Regions from separate parts of the Sus scrofa genome. Here region 1 is linked to region 2. A link is a contact called in public Hi-C data. All regions are on one chromosome and are shown on one strand. The core of a region is the stretch at or near the end of the contact, and the rest is flanking DNA. Distances in the headings are between cores, read along the strand shown. Region 1 overlaps MYPN (myopalladin). Region 2 holds the start of HERC4 (probable E3 ubiquitin-protein ligase HERC4).

Region 1 (7,009 bases), core at 2,100-4,599, 70 kb after region 2:
AGAAAATGTCAGTCTTTGGTTTTGGATTAGTTTCTTATGCCAAATTCTGTAGATGTGTTCTATCTAGCCCCCTGTCTGATAATCCTAATGACAATGAATCTATTGTTGGTTCCCTCCTAACAGTGTCAGAGCCCTACCAACTATCTGCAAGGATTGGACGGAAAACCTATCATTGCAGCTCCTGTGTTTACAAAGGTAATCGAAACATTACTTCTTTCTGCCATGGTTTTAAACACATCACAATACCCAAACAAAGTTGTAGGATCCCAAATTCAATGACTTTATCTCAGAATTTTGATCTTGTATAAATACAGTACAGGGTTTGGGGTTTTGTGGCAACTGTTACCATGTCATTTCAAGTTGTAGATTTCTAATAACAGTTTGTGTAATAAGGGAAATGTCACCGCCACTCATTCTATTGATCTCAATGGCCTTCCTATTGCTGATAACACAGGAGCTGCACCTAGGAGTCAGGTGGTATGTTTCTCAGCACTTACTATTCCAAAGGTTTCTCTGGATGTCTTTGGTGCTCAAGGAGATAGCATTACATGGTCTTAGCTTAAAATAAAGCCTCACTCTAGGACAAAGAGCTTTCTTTTTCTAATCCATGGTATCAACTATTGCAATGGCATCAAATTCTGAGTCTCATAATCTTTGCATGCAGAACTGGAAATTTTACTCAGGCACTTTCATTTACAAATGAAAAAACCAAGGGAGGTTCAGACAATACATCCAATGTCACAGAACTAGCTAGTGGCAGAAGCAGGACTAGAAATACGTTCTCTCAATTCTACTCTTCTTTCCCTTATACAACATAGACTTCGTTTATATGTTGCCCAAGACAATAAATTCAAAGGTGAAAAACTGAGTCGCATTGGGTTTGTTTTGGTATTATGAAAACCACATGGATTGAGTCTATGCCTGGATTTATAATTATTGTTTTGACGAACACCAAAATTAAGCCCTAGGAGATTTTATCCTCTCAGAAGTACACTTTAGTTTAGAGCAATGGTTCTTACTCAGGATTCATTTTGCCCTTCAAGGGACACTTGGCAATGTCTGGAGACATTTTTGATTTTCACAACTGGGGGATGGCACCAAGAGAGAATGTTAAACATCCTGTAATAATAAGATGCCAGCCTCCCCAAACAAAGAATTATCCAGCCCAAATTGCCAACTAGTCCTAGGGCTAAGAAATCATGGTTTTAGAGCAAAATGGCAAAAAGTACTAACGGCAATGAGTACCAATCCTAAAGGAAGAACTAAGTTCACAACTTCCACCAAAACATCAATTTTAGGAAAATTCCACCGTATCAGCTCATCCAAGATGGCTTTCCAAAATCAAGCAGAGTCTGAGCGTGAGACGTGTTTATCCATAACCATATCAGGTGGGCATGTATTTTCATGAGAAACAAGATCCCTCAGTTTTTAAGGTTTGTTTCTTGTAATCTGCTTTCTGAATTTAAATTTTGCTACTTTCAAAGATTTGAGGTAGGAAAGCAACATGTTCTGGCTTGGTGAATACCAGACTTCGATGAAGAGTTATAAGTGGACCGCGCGCGTGCGTGCATGCATGCATGCGTGTGTGTGTGTGTGTGTGTGTGTGTGTGTGTGAGAGAGAGAGAGAGAGAGCAAGAGCGCGCACGAAATAGCTGATAGTGCTACCTTTCTTAGTTCACTGCTAAGTCAACTAGCCTTAAATCAAAGCTTTAAATGCCAATTAATCTCGACACTTTAATTTATTATGCCCATTTGTCACACTTTTTGTGACTCTTCAAAGGCAATTAAACTGCAGAATGATTTATACCCAGTCCCAAACTGGAGTTCCTCCTCTCTTCTCCCCACCACCATCTGCCCAGCCAGACACCAGACAGGTGCCCTTAATCTCCCTCCACACTTACAGATCTTTTGGGTGCTCTGTCTTTGCTGCATCTGTATCACCTGGTACCTATCTCTGGTACAATATTTAACACAATAATAAAGCTGTTTATGTTTCTGTCTCTCCCGAGCATCTTGAAAGCTATCTCTAATATCTAGATAGGAGTCCATAAACGTTACAAGAAGTCCAAAGCCATTTTTATTATTCTAGTAGGATTTTAACACTCATTCTTCACATGTAATTTTCATGGACTGGTTAGCAACAAGTTTAGCTGCTTCTTTTTTTGTTTTGTTTCTTCATTTGCTTTTTAGGGCCGCATCCACAACATATGGAGGTTCCCAGGCTGGGGCTGAATCAGAGCTGTAGCTACCAGCCTACACCACAGACACACAGGATCCAAGCCACTTCTGTGACCTGCATCACAGCTCACAGCAAAGCCGGATCCTTAACCCACTGAGCATGGCCAGGGATGGAACCTGCATCCTCATGGATGCAAGTCAGATTGTTAACTGCTGAGCCATGACGGGAGCTCAAAGTTTAGCTGCTTTTGTATAGTGATTGCTTACCTCCCTCTCATTAGATGCTCTGAATTGCAGATACATATATGTCTTTGATAAATAAAAATGGGGAAATGAATTTGTCATCAGTCTCTGCTGTTTGTTAGATAAATCTCCAAAAACATTTGATCCATGGTGGGAAAACAGTACCAAGTACAGAGACTCACACTCTGGTGAGGCTTTCTCAGCCCTCGGGAAGTATGCTTTTGCCTCCATAAATGGGATCAGGGCTGTTCAGACGTAAGGCCCTAGGATAGGCTGTGGCTCAGATTCCAGAGGGACTTATCAGCAACGATGTGCTTGCGTTAGTTTCCATGGGTAAGGGCAGAATTGAGGTCATAGTCACTGCCAGTGTCATTAGAAAATTTCTGAGTCAGAGCCACTGATGATGGTAATCACGTGGCATGAGCCATGATAACTGATCACTGGCATATGTCTGTTCGGGTTATTCCTGCTCTATTTACTTCTTTAGGGACTTCTGGCATTCCAGTCCCTATGACTCACTTTCTATACTGCCCAACAAAGCATTTCTTTGCCAGTCATGGCAAGAGGCCATTTTTTTAAAGCAATGATTAGAGAGCAGACTTTTATTTAACTCCTGTTCTGATGATGGGGAAGTACTGGTATTACCCTCTTTTAAAAAGGATGGTTGCACAGCAAAACAGTGGTAGAGTTTGAGAGAAGCCTGGGGCCACATATGCTAGTTCACTGCTCTACCTGTAAGTGATAATTATGTTCTAAAATATTTTATGGAGATAGACTATCCTCCATCTTCTGTACAGTATCAAAAACACTTTCATTCTGTTTCTTTGGGGGGGGGGAGCGTGCTCACACTTCTTGAGTGTGCAGGGAAGTATATGATCAATTAGAATCTTACTCTGATCACTGCTCCCACTCCAACAGCAGCTGCTCTGGCAGGCTTTCAAGGCTGCAGCAGCCTTGGCTCCAACTGCTTCAGCAGTAATTTGAAGAGTGCAAGGGGGCAGGGGAAGTGAAAATTTGAAGAACAGCACTTCATTATATAATAGCAGAGACAGGAAACCCTGAAATAACTGGGCCAGTGGTCAGATCTAAGTTTCTGAAGACTACATGGGCCCCCCTCCCCAACTTGACAATTCCAGAGACTTCTCTGACACAGCTCTACCCTGGGCACTTGTAACAATGTAGGAGCAAAAAAGGTCTTCAAAGACTTATCAGTAAAAAAAACTGCTCTGATCCAGCCTAAAGCATATACACCTTCACTTCCAGCATCTTACAAGGTGCAAAAACAGCAACTGGATTTAAAAAATAAAATGACAATATGAACCTTGTAGCTGCCCTCTTTTAATCAATGGGGGAGATGCCTTTTCCCAAGGATGTCCCTGCATTATACTTCCAGATATAGATCCACTAAGCGGAACTGTGTCCTTTTAGCTCACATTTATAACATCTGGCACAGAGCAGGCACATAGTAATACTTATTCTGTGGTAAATAACTTCCATTTCAGCTAAGAAGGAATTATTGCTTTCATCGCTTTGTGATTTTAGCATGTCTTTAGGAGGAATAGAGAAAGAAATCCAATATCAAATGCCTGTGGAAAACTTCTTCTCAAGGTTCCGTGTCCCCCTACAGAGAAGGTCTTCCCAGATGATCAGCATGGTGATGAACCACACGACAGATTTAATCATTGGATACTATTTACCTCAGGAGGGTGTAGACTTTTTTGTTACAGTGACTTTGAGTTCAGATCTATAATTCCTAATTAAGGCTAATTTAATCTTTGCTAGTTAGGGATGGTTTCATGCCTTATTCATCTTCAAGAAAGTCAAGAAGAATAGGATCGAGTCTGTATACAATGTTCTCTTGGTAACAGCCTAAGACCTGCTGCTGTGTGTTGAACATGGCCCTATCTACACCATGTTCAGATGGTGTAACTGGTTTGGACCTGACGTGCAGTCGTGTGAGCCAATTTCTTCTCGTGAGACTTTGGTAGAAAAGCACAGTTTTCGACAAAACAACCATCATCCTTCAAACTATGACTTTCAACAATCTCTTCTAAGTGGCTCGTTAAGATGACTCGGGGCAACTCCTTCACTGAGTATTGATGTGTCATGCTGGAATGAGCTTCCATCTCACATTGCAGACACTTAGCAGGCATATTCTATAAGCATAGTATCTCAGGTATATTGGCTGAACTCTCAAACAGAACACAGACAGGCCTTGGGCTTCAAAGACAAGTGAATAATTACAACCAACTAATGTTGGTCTCAACTGTGAGTAATATACTCTCTCAAAGAAGTCCCTTTGCAAGCAGGACTTTGGTATAACCTCTGCAGATTGAGAACTGGTTCACATATCTGAACCACAGGCCATGTCAGAATATATACATTAGTGTTCCTGTTGTGGCTCAGCAGAAGTGAACCCAACTGGTATACTTAAGGACTTGGGTTTGGTCCCTGGCTCAGCTCAGTGGGTTAAGGATCCGGTGTTGCTGTGGCTGTGGTGTAGGTCAGCAGCTGAAGCTCCTATTCAACCCCTAGCCTGGGAACTTCCACATGCCACAGGTTTGGCCCTAAAAAAAAAAAAAAAAAAAAAAAAAAAAAGAGAGAGAATGTATAGATTGACCTCATTCTGCTTACATCCATTTTTTAATATGCATCCCTGTATTTTATTTATTCAATCCCTCTGCTACCACTTTTTTTTGGGGGGGGTTGCTTTGGTTTTCTAATTTGTTTGCCTCAAAAGGAATGAAATTTCATTATGTATGAATCCCAGGGAGATATCTTCTGTCATTAAGGGTTTTTTTTTTTTTTGTCTTTTTTGCTCTTTCTTTGGGCCACTCCCGCGGCATATGGAGGTTCCCAGGCTAGGGGTCGAATTGGAGCTGTAGCTACCAGCCTAGGCCAGGGCCACAGCAACGCGGGATCCAAGCCGCGTCTGCAACCTACACCACAGCTCACGGCAATTGTCAACCCACTGAGCAAGGGCAGGGATCGAACCCGCAACCTCATGGATCCTAGTCGGATTCGTTAACCACTGCGCCACGACGGGAACTCCTGCCATTAAGGTTTTGAACAGGCTCCCAAACTACCATTTTAGCACAGAATTTACTCAGATGTCAGAGTGGAAGGCATATTCACCCGCTTGCCAGGAGCACCCAAGACTCGCTGATGTTCCCTGCTTACTGAGAACATTCCATTCTTGTCACTAAAAGCTACTGTTTTGGGGTAGACGAGGAATGACCAGGTTTTTAATCAAATAGTTCCTTACTACTTCAGAAACCACTCTGTGCCAATCCCATCCTGAATTGCTTCAGCAAACAAATTTGAAAATGCAAAGGACAAAATACTAACTTTGAACTGCAGCGCCCCCTGGAGTTCAAAAACAAATTTACACACCCTTCTGAGGTAAAAGTCTCCTAAAAGACTAAGCTAAGCCATGTGGCCATCCTCAATCCTGTACTCCTTATGTAAATGCAGTAAATATGATGGCCCATGCACGAAATGTCATAAATTGTTAGGACAAGAGCTATAAACAATCACAAAATATTTATAAGAGTGAATGACCAAAGCAGAAGGCTTTCCCCTTCTCCAAAGCAAGAGCCAATATTTCCTAAAGGCAGATGTCAAAATTGTAATAATACAAGCCTTGTAGTATTTGTTGTTAATGGAGCTTGTAGAGGAAGTTAATCATAACCTTTCCATATTTATAATATTTTGGCTAAAATTAAAAACAAAAATATGCCAAAGGAGTATTTCATAATCAAATGAAGTACCAACTACACAAATGAATGTGTGACTTTAAGTTCACAAATCACAATGAGGGAAAGACAAGTTGTGAAAGGAGCATGTGAGTTCCATTCTCCCATAGAGTCTAATACAACATATACTGATATTTTACAATTGAAAGTGATTTTTGTCAACTTTTTTGTGTGGAAGTGTGGAAGAGTGTTTACTGATGCCTTCACAAAATTATGACTTATTTTCACCATGATGTAGGACTCCACATGTGGCTGATTTTATAGAAACTGTCATTGTTTATCTCCCTCAACAGACATGGAGGCTATACTGTAAAAAATACAAAAGGAAAACAAAATAGCAAAACAAAAGTCAATTTCCAGGACTACAAAAGGTAGACAAGGCAAAGTCAAGAAAAGAGTCAGTCTTGAGCCACAGAGATGTTCCACCTCAAGGAAGATTCCTGCATGGAAAAATACATTACTCTCAGGCTGAATACAGCTAGTAGACACTCATTGCAGATTTTCAAAATTGTTATTTCTGAAAACCAAACTCCACTTGGGCATTTTCTTAAATGAAGCAGAATTACTTTACAAAAAAATTAGTATTTTGCAAACTTTCCAAATGTTTTGCCTAGTACTCAGTAAATTTGTCTGGCACTCAACAGAGAGGAAAAGGAAAAAGACAGTGAGGAAAAAGCTTCCTAAGGGCTCAAACGATTCTATCTTCAAAAATAGATTCAATGTACATTCAGAATTGAAGATGCTGAAAATGTACAAGATTTGGAGAAAATCCAAATATGGAGGCAATGGTATCTTTTTCTAAAATTCTGCACTGGAAGTAGATTCCAAAAAGT
Region 2 (6,600 bases), core at 1,982-4,481:
AGTTCACGGCAAAGCCAGATCCTTAACCCACTGAGCAAGGCCAGGGATTGTAAGGACCAGTCGGGTTTGTTACCACTGAGCCACAACTGGAACTCCTGCTATAAATTATTTTAAATTTGGCTTATATGGTTACTACATAATCAGGACATCTCATAGACACAAACTTTAAGAGCTAATGTTATTACTTGAAAGTAGGAGACTAGGGGAATAAAAGATATTTCAAACTAAATAAAATCATGTATTTAAAAAACAATAGGGAGAACACAAGAAAAATGAGAATATATTTTAGGCAAGTAAATGAAAGTAGAAAAAGCTTGCATCTTATTTTTCCTTTCTGATGTATAGAAAACAACACGGTAAATTACACATTTAAAACCTGCCCAGGGTGGCTGAACAGTAATTACAAAAGAGAACCTACATACTGTAGATTCTATACCTATATACTCGGCCCCAAAGAAGATTTATACACTGTTCAGCAGGTGGTTTTCTCTGTTTTACATCACCTTAATTGTTCTGAAACCACTTAAAAGTCTGTAATAGCAGTTGTTAAAAGAAACCACAAAATAATTAAAGTACTTAGAAGCATGCAAATGTAAAGGACATATTTAAACTCTAGTCTGCTTTTAAACCATGACATGGGTTTAGGACTAGAGAAACTTTTTGACATTTCAAACTTAAATGATGTAATTATTAGCAATAGCAAACAAAAATTTTTCAACTTACCTGGTTTCTTTCTGGATTTTTCATGACCTAGCTGTCCTAGATCATTACATCCACATGTGTACACTGTTCCATCATCCAGAACAAATACTGTATGTCTGAGTCCACATCCTACATCTCGAACCTTTTTATTTATAAAAAAGTCACTTTTTCTGGGCTCTAGTACGATTTCTTCATCAATTCCACCCAAGCCTAGCTGTCCAAAAGATGCATTTCCCCAGCACAACATGTTTGTAATTCTCTTGGTCTTCCAGTTTCAATAAAAACTCCCTTCTGAAACACTGGCAAGTTGGAGGTATCCCTATGTCTGAGAAGACAGAAAAAAGTTAACATGACTTCAAAGAAAATATAATGTATAATTGCTCTTTCAAGTGCTAGGCTACAATAATTACTATGCAGTAAACATGAAGTCTATAATGTGCTACATAAGTACCATTCAGTTTCAAAAACCAATCAGTTGTAAATCTTAAAAGTATATCATATAGAAATGTTTAGGAAAATACATCACTCCCCACGATTCTTTGCAAAGTTTAAAATATTAACTAAATATGACTTTCTGTTTTCTTATGATATACTAACCTAATTGAAATATTAAGAACTCCAATGAAATTAACCTTTTCTCTTTGAATAGTTTCAGTCAGCGCAAGAAATGACATTTATCCACTGCCCCCCCCAAATCAGATATATACTCAGTGAAAACCTTGCAATAGCATACATAAACCTTTGTAATCTCCCTCAAGTCACAGAATAATTAGACCTTCTAATACCTACCTCCACACTAACCAAAAATTGAAGTTCTTATTTGTACTAGAAAAATTAAACCAATAATGGAAACTTTAAATTTCCCACAACTTAAATGACTCTTCCAACTATTCATACTAATAGACCCCAGGGAAAACTATGATTCTCTAGTCAAGCTCTGATCTTAAAAGAAAATCACCTCCAAAGGTCACACTTTACAAATCAATGTTAACACTCCGACTCACTACTAATTTAATTTTAAAACTAAACCAATATACCTAATTATAATACAAAAGAAAGTATGCAGTTTAAAAATCAAGGTTTCCTCCCCCCCAAAAAATCCAGTATTTTCTATTACGAGTGGTAACCGTGACTGAAAAATATTTCCCTGGGGCAATGAATATCTATCTATACCTCTGAGATAATTATTCGAAGATGGGGAAAAAAAAAAAAAACTGCAAACAACTCTGGCACTACCGATATTTCAAGAATAGGAATGGGGGCTGGGTCACTGATTGGTGGCGAAATCTGTAGAACTTTCCAGTACACTGACTATTTCTTCGCTTATAAAGACATGGGTAACAAAGAATTCACTTCATCTAAAACTACACAGATTTTTAGACACATCGTGTTACTAAATAACACAATTACAGGAAGTCAGCCTTATTCTTGCTGTAGTTACCCACATTCCTTACAGAGAACCTAAGTTTCAAAACCCAACTTTCCTACGCTAGGGCTAGCAAGTGCTGATGCTGTCTCATTCCATGAACCATCCATTAGGAAAACTTTAATTTCATTCTTTTGGGGCATCAGAACTCGATAGTTCCAGAGAGTTCTACACTGTCTTCTACACTGTTTTTATTTATTTTATTAGTTTTTTTTAAGACAGGAAAATAATCCCCGATTCCGGCACGAGGTTTAACCATCTCTTTCCTTTAAAAAGTCAGAGGGTATGGGAAAGGTGTCCTCTCGCCAGCAACAGGTAGGAGAATGAGAAGCAGTTTCTTCCCACCATTCCTTGAACGTGCACTCAGATCGGCTCAGGGAGACCGGGGGAGAAAAATCATCTGCACACACCCAACCTCGCGGGCCGACCAGTCATCCACGGCAGCCGCCCTCCCGCCAGCTCGCAGCAGCCCCAGAGGCCAGCGGATGAGGCTCGGCACCTCGGCGGCCCTCGGTCCCCGAGAGGCCCTTCCCCAGGGAGGTGCGACATTCCAACTCCCGGGCCAGGGGCCCCCGACGCTGCCCCAGTCCCCCACCCCCAACCCCGAGGAAACGCTGAGAAAGCACCCTGCGCCAGGCCGGCCTGTATCCGCCCAGCCCGGCCTCCCCCCTCCCTAACGCCGTCACACGCCCCCGAACCCACCGGGGCAACGACTCACCCGGCCCCTCAAGGCAAGGGAAGCCCAGGGCGACGGGGGGCGGCGCCTTCCCCGAGAGCAAGGCAGCGCGGCAGCTGAGGCAGGTCTCCAGCTCCCGGGCTCTCTTCCTTCAGCCAGTGGCGGCGAACACCAGAGCTCCTCCGGCGTCAGTGAAGCTGTTCCGCTGCTCCCCTCCCCGGCGCCTGTGAAACTTTACCGGGCTCCTCAGAGAAAAGCAGCCGCCACCGCTGTCCAGTCCAGAGACAGCCGTCGGCGACCCGGATAGAGCGGGAGGGGAAGGACAGAAGCCGAGTGGGGCGGAGAGCGTAGGGGTGGGGAGAGTTGAGGAAAAGACAGGGGAGGAGAATGGAGAAGGGGAGGTGGTAACGCGAGGGAGGGGGAGGGGTTGGCCGGAAGTGAACCTCGGAGCACGCGCGTGAGCCCACCCACTTCACGGCCCGGGCGCCTGCGCCGGAATTCTCCCAGGGCAAACCAAGCCGGACGCTTGCGCAGTATGCCGCTTTGCCTTTGCTCAAGAGGAAGTCCCCGAATACAGAAGCTGAAGTTTGCACGTCAAACCGGGTGTTTGGTGTGACTTATAAAAGCGTTTCAGCGTGCACAGGAATCTTTTAGTGAAGGAAATCTCTTCGTTTTTTGGCTAAGTTTCCTTTTCGTATATTGGTTCCAGTCTTTCTTTTTATTCCATTATCCAAGGAGAATTTGAAGTAGCATCACAGACATCACAAATACGGATACAAAGGCTGGCGAAGTCTCTTATGTCATCCCTTAGCCTCAGCTGGAGCTAATCTGGGTTGTGCCAGATGTATTCAGGGCAATGATGGAACCTTCTGGCGTTAAGGTTCCTGATAAAGTGAAGGCTGCCATAATTTTCTGCACTCACCCTGGGAGATAAACTTATAATGAAGGGCCTCCTTCATTCAGGGAAAATTAAATAACGTGTATGGCTAGAGCCCTGCCTTATAAAAGCGAAATCCAGATTTCCTAGACCAGTTAAGGAAGAAAACTTGAAACAAGGCACTCCTGAAATTTTGTTAGACTTCTAGTACCTCATCTTAGAGTGGATGTTGAGAACCTAGAAATAATTCCACAGTAAGCCATGTTTCTTTATCTCAGTGAAAATTATATTTCAGGTTGGGAAGTGTCTCTCTGCTGGAATATGTATGTGTATTAGTTTCTTGAGGCTGTCATAACAAAATACTGTAAATACCACGAATTCAGTAGCTTGAAACAATAGGAATTTATTGTCTCACACTTACGGAGGTCAGAAGTCTGAACTCAAGGTGGCAGCAGGATTGGGTCTCTCTTAGGGTCGCAGGCAGAGAATCTTGCCCATACATCTCTCCTAGCTTCTGGTGGTTGCTGACAAACCTTGGCATTCTTTGTCTTGTAGATACACCACCACTCTAATCCCTGCCTCCATGTCCACATGGTGTTCTTCCTTGTGTTTCTATGTCCCAATTTTCCTCTTATAAGGATACCAGTCATTGGATTAGGGCCCACCCTAATCCATTGTGACCTCTTTTTACCCAGATTGCATCTGCAAAGACCTTATTCCCAAATAAGGTCACATTCTTAGGTACTGGAGGCTAGGACTTTAACTCTGGAAAACCCAGTACAATGCACAACCTAATTTCTTACAGAAATAAGAGTAAAATTATAAGATACTTGAGCAAAGGAAGCATAATTTCAACATTAGGAGTGGTGGTGATGCCCATGAAACATACTGAATTCTTATTTTGATAGCTTCATTGTCCTCATAGGCCTTTTGTTGTCTTTTAACTATCATGCCTTGATGCCTCAGAATGTATCATTAAAGGGGAAGTTATGGGATTTGGGATCTTTAAGATATGTACTTGATGCTGCAACAAATGACACCAAAATATGAGCAGGAACATAATAAAACTATTTTTTGTATCTTTTTCACATTCAAAGTGGGTGTTCCTAATGATTGAAAACTGATGTTCTTAAAACTTTTGTCTGGGAGGTGCCACATATCACATCTGCACACATAATATTAGCAACAAGTACATACCTATATGCAAGGGGACTAGGAAACATAATCCCTGTCTGAGTTCCCAGGTATCACTTTAAACCGTAGAAGAGAGCATGAATTAGTGGACAGCTATCTCTGCCACACAGATGCATCTCTTTCTAGAATTATTTTATGTAGGTTTTGATAAATAATATTCTAATTTTCTAGAAAAGCAGTTAACCTTGAAATTAGATTAAGTTGTACACAAATAAGCCACAAATTTTACATTTGTCTTGTCATACTATATGAATAACTTGGGAATTTATAGATACTCATTCTCTGGAATAAGATATTTTATTTAGAATATTCTAAAATACAGGTCTTGCGTATAAAAAGTGAAATGGAATTTTCTATATGTTACTTTTAACCTTATAAATCTATGAAACTATGATGTAAGATCTTAGAAAGTAGCCTATAATTACCTTTAAAGTGAGACAAGCATAGGAGCAGAAGGTTATTAGGATAATGTGAATTTGTTGTATAAAAGCAGCATGAGTAATTGATGATGAGTATCGGCTTGTGGTGCTGGTTTGTTTGGATTCAGAGCCTGAGCCTGCAGGCCACTATCCTTCTATCCTCTCAAAGACACCTACAGGCATTTACTAATAGTCTGTTTTACAGAAAATAACTCCTCAGTCACAATTTCTATAAGTGGGCGAAGTTAATAATCCATATCTCACTTCATTGTGAAGATTTAATAACATGTACAGTGCCTTGAATAAAGCCAGTGGTTTGTAAATGTTACCTTTTAGTATTACTAATATCATCTCTCCTAAACTACAAGTAGTAAGAGACCATTTGGGAAAGCATTCCATATCACCAATAACGATATAATTTTTTTTTGGCCCACCCCTGCAGCATATGGAAATTCCCAGTCTAGGGGTCAAATCAGAGCTGTACCTGCCGGCCTACACCACAGCCACAGCAACATGGGATCCGAGCTGGTCTGTGACCTCCACCATAGCTCATGGCAACGCCAGATCCTTAACCCACTGAGTGAGGCCAGGGATCAAACCTGCATGCGCTAGTCGGGTTCATAACCCACAGAGCCACAACAGGAACTCCAATATAATTTTAATTTAGAACAAAAATAAAATTGTTTTACTTTTTGTGTTATTTTCATTTTTTAAAAATGCTCAGACTGTTGAGAGACCACTAAAATAGGTATTCATTTTGTCCCCCTCTTCCCCATGCTCCCTTTCATCAGCCATATTGCTTGTGCTGTACCCCTCCTGACATCCTTCATTCAAATCTCTGCTCATGTCATCTCTCCAGACTTCCCCGACCAACCTATCCAAAAAACTACCCCTCACGCTCTATAATTTTATTCTACTTTATTTTCTCTTGTATCTGTTATTATTATTACCACCTGATGTTTATTGTATTATACACAAATGTATAATATACTTATTATATTACATATGTCATATATGGATAAATTTAAATAATTATGTGCCATCTATAAGTATATAGTATATAGGTAGATATATAAACGTTTATCTCTTTCACTGGAAAGAAGACTCCATAAAGGCAGGAGTTTTTCCTCAGTGCTCTATTCCTTAATACCTTGATCAGTTCCCGGCATATAGCATGTGCTCAGAAATTATTTATTGAATTAATTAATTCATGATGCTGACAATATTGTAAATTATCACAACATTTTTATAAATAAATTTGGTGATATGTTTCAAGTGTCAGTAAATTTCACTTAACAATAGTTCC

Evidence for each region. Hi-C and Micro-C count contacts between places; a contact is called where the count stands out from the background.
Region 1: a Hi-C map of embryonic fibroblasts shows a contact between it and region 2, with 4 times the contacts expected there. The contact joins the enhancer-like site here to the promoter of HERC4 in region 2. A contact is called at or near these places in 1 of 5 promoter capture datasets (fetal skeletal muscle), 5 of 47 Hi-C or Micro-C datasets (brain, embryonic fibroblasts, psoas muscle and 1 more) and 2 of 2 datasets of contacts at active chromatin or transcription factors (alveolar macrophages and skeletal muscle).

What each region holds. Positions count from the first base shown.
Region 1 is chr14:71,335,767-71,342,775 of Sscrofa11.1, forward strand. It overlaps MYPN (myopalladin), which reads left to right. Exons shown (of 19, transcript XM_021072494.1): 5 at 124-195. Among named protein-coding and RNA genes, the nearest start is that of MYPN, 56 kb to the left of the region's middle. Within about 2 kb of position 3,350, at least 26 of the 83 cell types and tissues checked have an H3K27ac peak or open chromatin away from gene starts, as enhancers often do. A contact at or near this core is called in embryonic fibroblasts, fetal skeletal muscle and skeletal muscle, where this site is marked.
Region 2 is chr14:71,266,286-71,272,885 of Sscrofa11.1, forward strand. HERC4 (probable E3 ubiquitin-protein ligase HERC4) reads right to left here and starts at 3,232. Exons shown (of 23, transcript XR_002338528.1): 1 at 2,847-3,232; 2 at 724-1,027.